Linked DNA regions of Xenopus tropicalis: region 2 is linked to region 1. Evidence: chromatin contacts called from public Hi-C data. All regions are on one chromosome and are shown on one strand. The core of a region is the stretch at or near the end of the contact, and the rest is flanking DNA. Distances in the headings are between cores, read along the strand shown.

The links. Hi-C and Micro-C count contacts between places; a contact is called where the count stands out from the background.
Region 2: a Hi-C map of neurula embryo shows a contact between it and region 1, with 2.1 times the contacts expected there. The contact joins the promoter of celf5 here to the enhancer-like site in region 1. A contact is called at or near these places in 3 of 5 Hi-C or Micro-C datasets (brain, gastrula embryo and neurula embryo).

Annotation. Positions count from the first base shown.
Region 1 is chr1:114,374,608-114,377,312 of UCB_Xtro_10.0, forward strand. All of the region lies in intron 3 of celf5 (CUGBP Elav-like family member 5), which reads right to left. Among named protein-coding and RNA genes, the nearest start is that of hsd11b1l, 37 kb to the left of the region's middle. Within about 2 kb of position 1,269, at least 4 of the 11 cell types and tissues checked have an H3K27ac peak or open chromatin away from gene starts, as enhancers often do. A contact at or near this core is called in neurula embryo, where this site is marked.
Region 2 is chr1:114,416,747-114,419,643 of UCB_Xtro_10.0, forward strand. It overlaps celf5 (CUGBP Elav-like family member 5), which reads right to left and starts at 1,358. Exons shown (of 13, transcript NM_001097170.1): 1 at 1,070-1,358. The coding sequence starts at 1,334.

The DNA.
Region 1 (2,705 bases), core at 19-2,518:
GTCGCCCGCGACAAATCTCCTGTGTCTCGGGCGACTAATCTCCCCCAAATGCCATCCCACCAGTGAAAATGTAAATCGCCGGTGGGATGGCATATTTACATTTTCGCCGGTGGGATGGCAATCCGGGGAGATTAGTCGCCCGCGAACAGGGAGTTTTGTCGCGGGCGACTAATCTCCCCGTGTGCCAGAGCCCTTAGAAATTTCCGTTCCAAACATACTTATGCCAAGCATATTTTTTCAGATATAGTTATCTAGAAATTGAAGGGCAGTATACCCTTTTATAGACTACCTTTCTTGAAATTGAGGTAACATATAACTCACAGAAAAGTGAGAGTTGCCATATTGCAACTTTCTGGCTCCCCAGTGCATTCTTTTATATGGTTGCGCCCCGTGCGTGCTGACGCTGTGCGCACGCACGGGGCGCAACCAATCAGGGCCCATCATTCTTTTAAGGGGGCCGGAGACAGCGGGCCAGATTGAAAGGGCTGACAGGCCGGATGTGGCCCACAGGCCGTAGTTTGCCCACCCCTGCACTAGTGTGTTAGGCCAATCAGTTAAATGCTAATTCCACAGGGTTACAAGAGGAACTATGAAATGTTGCTGGCTGTGGATCACAAGAGATTTTTTTTCCTAGTGCATTTGAGTCATGACTGATCAGGTAGTTTAATTGGAAAGTGAACTATTTTGGGCCTATGCACTGGATGATTAGCTGCTGTTTTGTTCAGGATATAGTAATTCAGCATCTGACAATATATTGACAACTTTGCTACACTTAAGCCAGTGCTTATTGCTCATATTTCTCGTTTTGGTTACTACTCCAAAGCAAATTTCAAAAACATATTTTGTTTGATGAATTCAACCGGGTGCATATTACTCTTTAAAGAATATTCACACTTGCTGTGACAGCTAAACCCCAAAATGTGATAATGAAAAAATATATAAATGCATCGATAAAAACAAATACATTTGTCGTTTGAAATGGCACATGTAACCCACATTCATTAAAAGACATTTACAGATGTAGTGGCATGTGGTACTAGTATGTATGCTTTGCCCGTGTGCGATGATACACACATATATAGAACAGAATGGAGTTATACAGGGAAGACATGCATGTGTAAACAACCAAAGTGACAGACGCATGCAATTAAAAACATGTCAGTGACCCTCTAAGCATTCCATTATACAGCACTGACACACTGCACACAGCTGATGATGCCCCACACCCTGCACAGAGCATCCTCCCCCTCCCATCTTGCACGCTCTGTTGCACACTCCCCATCTCCCCCTGCAACAGCTTCTTTCTCTTCACCCTCTGATTGGCAATTTAACATGCTGTCCAGCAACCATGAAAATTGAGTCTGAAGCTGGAAGCTGCATCTGGTTTCCATGGTTGCAGACTGTGCCGGCACGCGGTGTGCCATGGCTGTGGGATGGATACTGCAGGGAGGTTTTTTGGGATAACTGCTGCCAAAAATGTAAGGGAGACAGTGTTAAACATGGAGATTCATCGAAACAATGCATAGTGATTAGAAGTATATAAAAACTCCCATGGAATTCCATGTTGCACAGTTGTACTAATGTGCACAATGACTCTAGTTAATAATGCTGTCAAGTGATTATCTCCAATAAACATATTGCTTGGTTAAGTATCTGAACCCTGTTAATAAGCAGGCTACTCTGCATTGGTGATAAGCCAAAAAGGGCAGGCCATTGATAAAATGCATTTTGTAATTCTTTAACTTGCTCCTATTCACCTCTGCTTTAATATTATCTTATGATAATTATATATGATATATAATCACGGTAACAGGATTAAAAAACAAACAAAAAACAAGCATACAGATTAGACAAAATTGTGTGTTTCCTCTGGCCTCTCACATCCTATACAACCATTATTTGAGTGTGTATACATGCAAGATGAACATGCTGATTTATATAATGGCAGTACGCTTTAATTGGAACATGCAGTTCTGCACAATAGGGATTAGTATCTCTGCACTGATAATACATACTTTATTATTTCTTAAGTGAAGGTATCCCTGCAAGACTAGTGTTTCTCAAAATACATCTCAGAACTTCTCTGAGACCTCTGGAGAATGTGTCTTCCCTAGACTGACAGCATTCCAGCTGGATATGTGGCCTTAAACTACCAACTCTCAGACCTACGGGAGACAGCCTAAATAAAATCTGCTCAAAACAATGTTTGCGTATATATTTTTATCGAGTGCTCCTAATTTTACATGGCGCCGAAGGCTGATTTTTTCAGGCACGCTGAATCCATACCCCACAGAGTTTACAAGCAGATTTTTGGTGCCTGAGGTGCTGCACAGATTGCATTCTCTGTAGAAAACAAAACAATGCTTCCTGAATTTCATTTTTTTCTGCATCAAAAAATCTCCCCCATCTATTTTAATTGGTTTGTTCTGAGCCTTGAGCCTTATTGCATTTATGTCATCTCTCTTTTAAGCCCGGAGCAAAAAGGGTTGAAATCGACAGCCACTTCCTCAAGCTGGTAGGGGAGGCATTGTATGTAGCCTATTATATCACTGTCTCAGGCCACCTCTGAGGAAGAATACTTTTTTTGAGAAATATATCTTGCAGGGGTACCCCCTCACATTAAATATATGTTGTTAATTTAAGCAGTTTGTGTACGTATCTATATAATAAAGAAACTTACCAAAATTAGATATATAAAAAATTCC
Region 2 (2,897 bases), core at 108-2,607, 42 kb after region 1:
GAAGCTGCTACTTACCTACTTTTATCTCCATTTAGAAAAATTATAACATGAGATCAGCTTTTATAAAAAAGAGAAACAGGTTAGGAAAGGGCTGTCCAACAATAAATGTTGTGGAACAGCTGGAGGGCCTCAGGTTGGAGCCTTGTGTAGAGTACCGATTACTGGGTGTGTAAGAGCTTGAAGACTGTAACATTAAATGGGTAAGGTAGAAATGAGAGGTTGGTACCGACTCATGTCTCCAAAACAACAGAATGTGACCTGATGATGAATAATAATGTCAGAATATGCTGGTGTTCATCCTTGTTAATACCATTGTACTAATGAGTGAAAATGTTGTGCAAATTATTGTGTATACATTGTGAGGTAGCAGTGAGGTAGCTGGCTGTACTCTCCCCAAAATGACTACAGGAGTACAAGAGAATAGGCTGTAGTAATAGGCTAACAGCATGCCCCTGTACAAAAGAAGGAATATGGGAACTTGGGGGTAATAGGCTGGACTCAATTCTGGCAATATCCCACGCATAAGAGAGGAAATGGTTGCAAATACTATAGGGCTAGCACTCACCTGTGGCCATGACACTGCACAGGTGAGGTAGCAGGTTGTACAGATGATATTGGACAAGTGACTCGCCATTGTGTGTAAAAAAACAAAACCATCTTTCAATATACCCCTCTAGAAAAAAGTGGGGTGTTCTAACAATATAAGGATAAAATGATGGCACACACCCTTGGGCAAGCCCCTGTAGAGGAGGAATGCTGTACTGATGCTACAGGGTAACACACCCATGAGCATGCACCTGTTCAGTAAAGAGACAATGCTTTACTGTTGCCATGGGGTTATGGGATTGCACACACCTAAAGGGAATGCCTCTGAACTGTAGAGAAGGAATGCTGTACTGATGCCATGGGTAGATAATAGGTTGGCACACACCATCAGCAGAGAAGGAATGTTACTGCTGCCATGTATGGGATAATAGGAAGGCACTTATTCTCGGGCATAGTAGAATGTTTGGCAGATGCTCCTGGGAATGCCACTGTGCGGGGAAGAGGCACACTCAGTGGTACTTACCCTTGTGCATGCCTGTGTATCGGTCTTTCAGCACTGTGAGCTCGTAGATCTTGCCGAACTGCTCGAACAAAGGCTTCAAGTCTTTCTCCTCCAGGTTACGAGGAATCTGCCCCACGAACAATTTGATGGCGTCCAGGTCCTTCATACTGTCTGATTGTTGAGCAGGGGGCTCGGGGCCGCTCATGGGGCAGGCTCGGGGCTGCTGCTGCTGCGGGGGATGCTGCTGCTGCTGCCTCCTCGCCTCTCTCTCCGTCAGTCTGGCCATCTCCAGCCCCTCGGTAGGCTGGATCAGTCACACAGGCAGAGCTCTCAGCTGGAAACTGAGCTCCGGCAACATCACCACAGCGCAGCGCTGCACGTTGGCGCACCCTGTTGGCAGCTCTAGGAACTGCTGGGTTCCCTTGGAAGGGTGTGTGTGTGCGAGGTAAAAAAAAAGGAGCTGAACATTTGGATGCTTTCATGCCTGGCTGGAATAGGTTACCGTTACTTACGTCCAGGTTCTTGTTTAAAATCTCTGTACAGTAGATTTGAACTATATGTTAAATTACTTTGCTTATCCCAAGAAACTGAGAGCGTGGCTGCCAGTCCTTTCTGCCATGAGCATAAAAATATGTCGAAAAAGGAAAACCAAGGAAACAAAAGCATGAAAAATTACCCAGTCAAAATACCATTAGTAGTGTGAAAAACCAGAAGCCCAATCTCACATCCTCAGCCGCCTTGAAGTAGTAACAAAATGTACAAATAAAGCTAGACACTTATAAGCAAACATTCAAGCCAAAAGGAAATGTAACAATTTGAAATATTTACTGAGAAAACATTCTTAATAATAAAAATAATTCATCAGAGAAACATTGGATTTTATATTGTATGTCTTGTTTTCAGTGTTGTGAAATTATGGAGATTGTTAGAGTCCTTTCAACAAATACAAATACAAAGTACCAGTAATATATCTTTGTTAGTGGATAAGCCCATTGGCCTATGATCGCAATGTTTGTCATCAGCAAAGACACTTCTTTTACTTTCATGGCAGTTACATAGCAAGATCCAAAGAGCAGAATAAGGGCTGCTAGGACAGTGTATACATTTTAGTTTATTCATTTCCATCTCAACAGCTTATAACAGTGATCCCCAACCAGTGGTTCTGAGTAACATGTTGCTCCCCAATCCCTTGGATGTTGCTCCCAGTGGCCTCAAAGCAGGTGCTCATTTTTGAATTTCTGGCTTGAGGGCAAGATTTTGTTGCATTAAAAACCAAGTATAATGCCAAAAACAGTCTTCTGTAGGCTGCCAGTCCACATAGGGGCTATTAAGTAGCCAATTATAGCTCTTTTGGCACCCCAGGAACCTTTCATGCTTGTGTTGCTCCCCAACACTTTTTCCATTTAAATGTGGCTCACGGGTATAAAAGGTTGGGTATCCCTGACTTATAGCAATCATGAAAACATTGTTATTTTTGTTAGATAGTGGACCTATCTTGTTTAAAATAACCGATTCTATGCAGCTCAGTTGGAGCATGTAAAAGGTAATCAAAGCAGGAAATATTTGGGCCCCTAAATCACTGGGCCCTGGGCAAAAAAAAGCCATGCAGTGGTGCTTCTGGCCTGTTTCCCACTTAACCTGCAGACTAAAGGTGGTCATACACAGACCAAAACCGATCTTTCCTGCCACCACTGGTCACAGGAAAGATGGTTCATTCCCTCCTTTGACTTTCAGGGCTGAATCGTCAGATATGGAGGTAGAAACAATAGGAGTTCTACCTCCACCCACCTGATTGACAAGACCACCGATATCCAAAGCTTTTGCGATATTGCCTCGTCGATCCGCCATA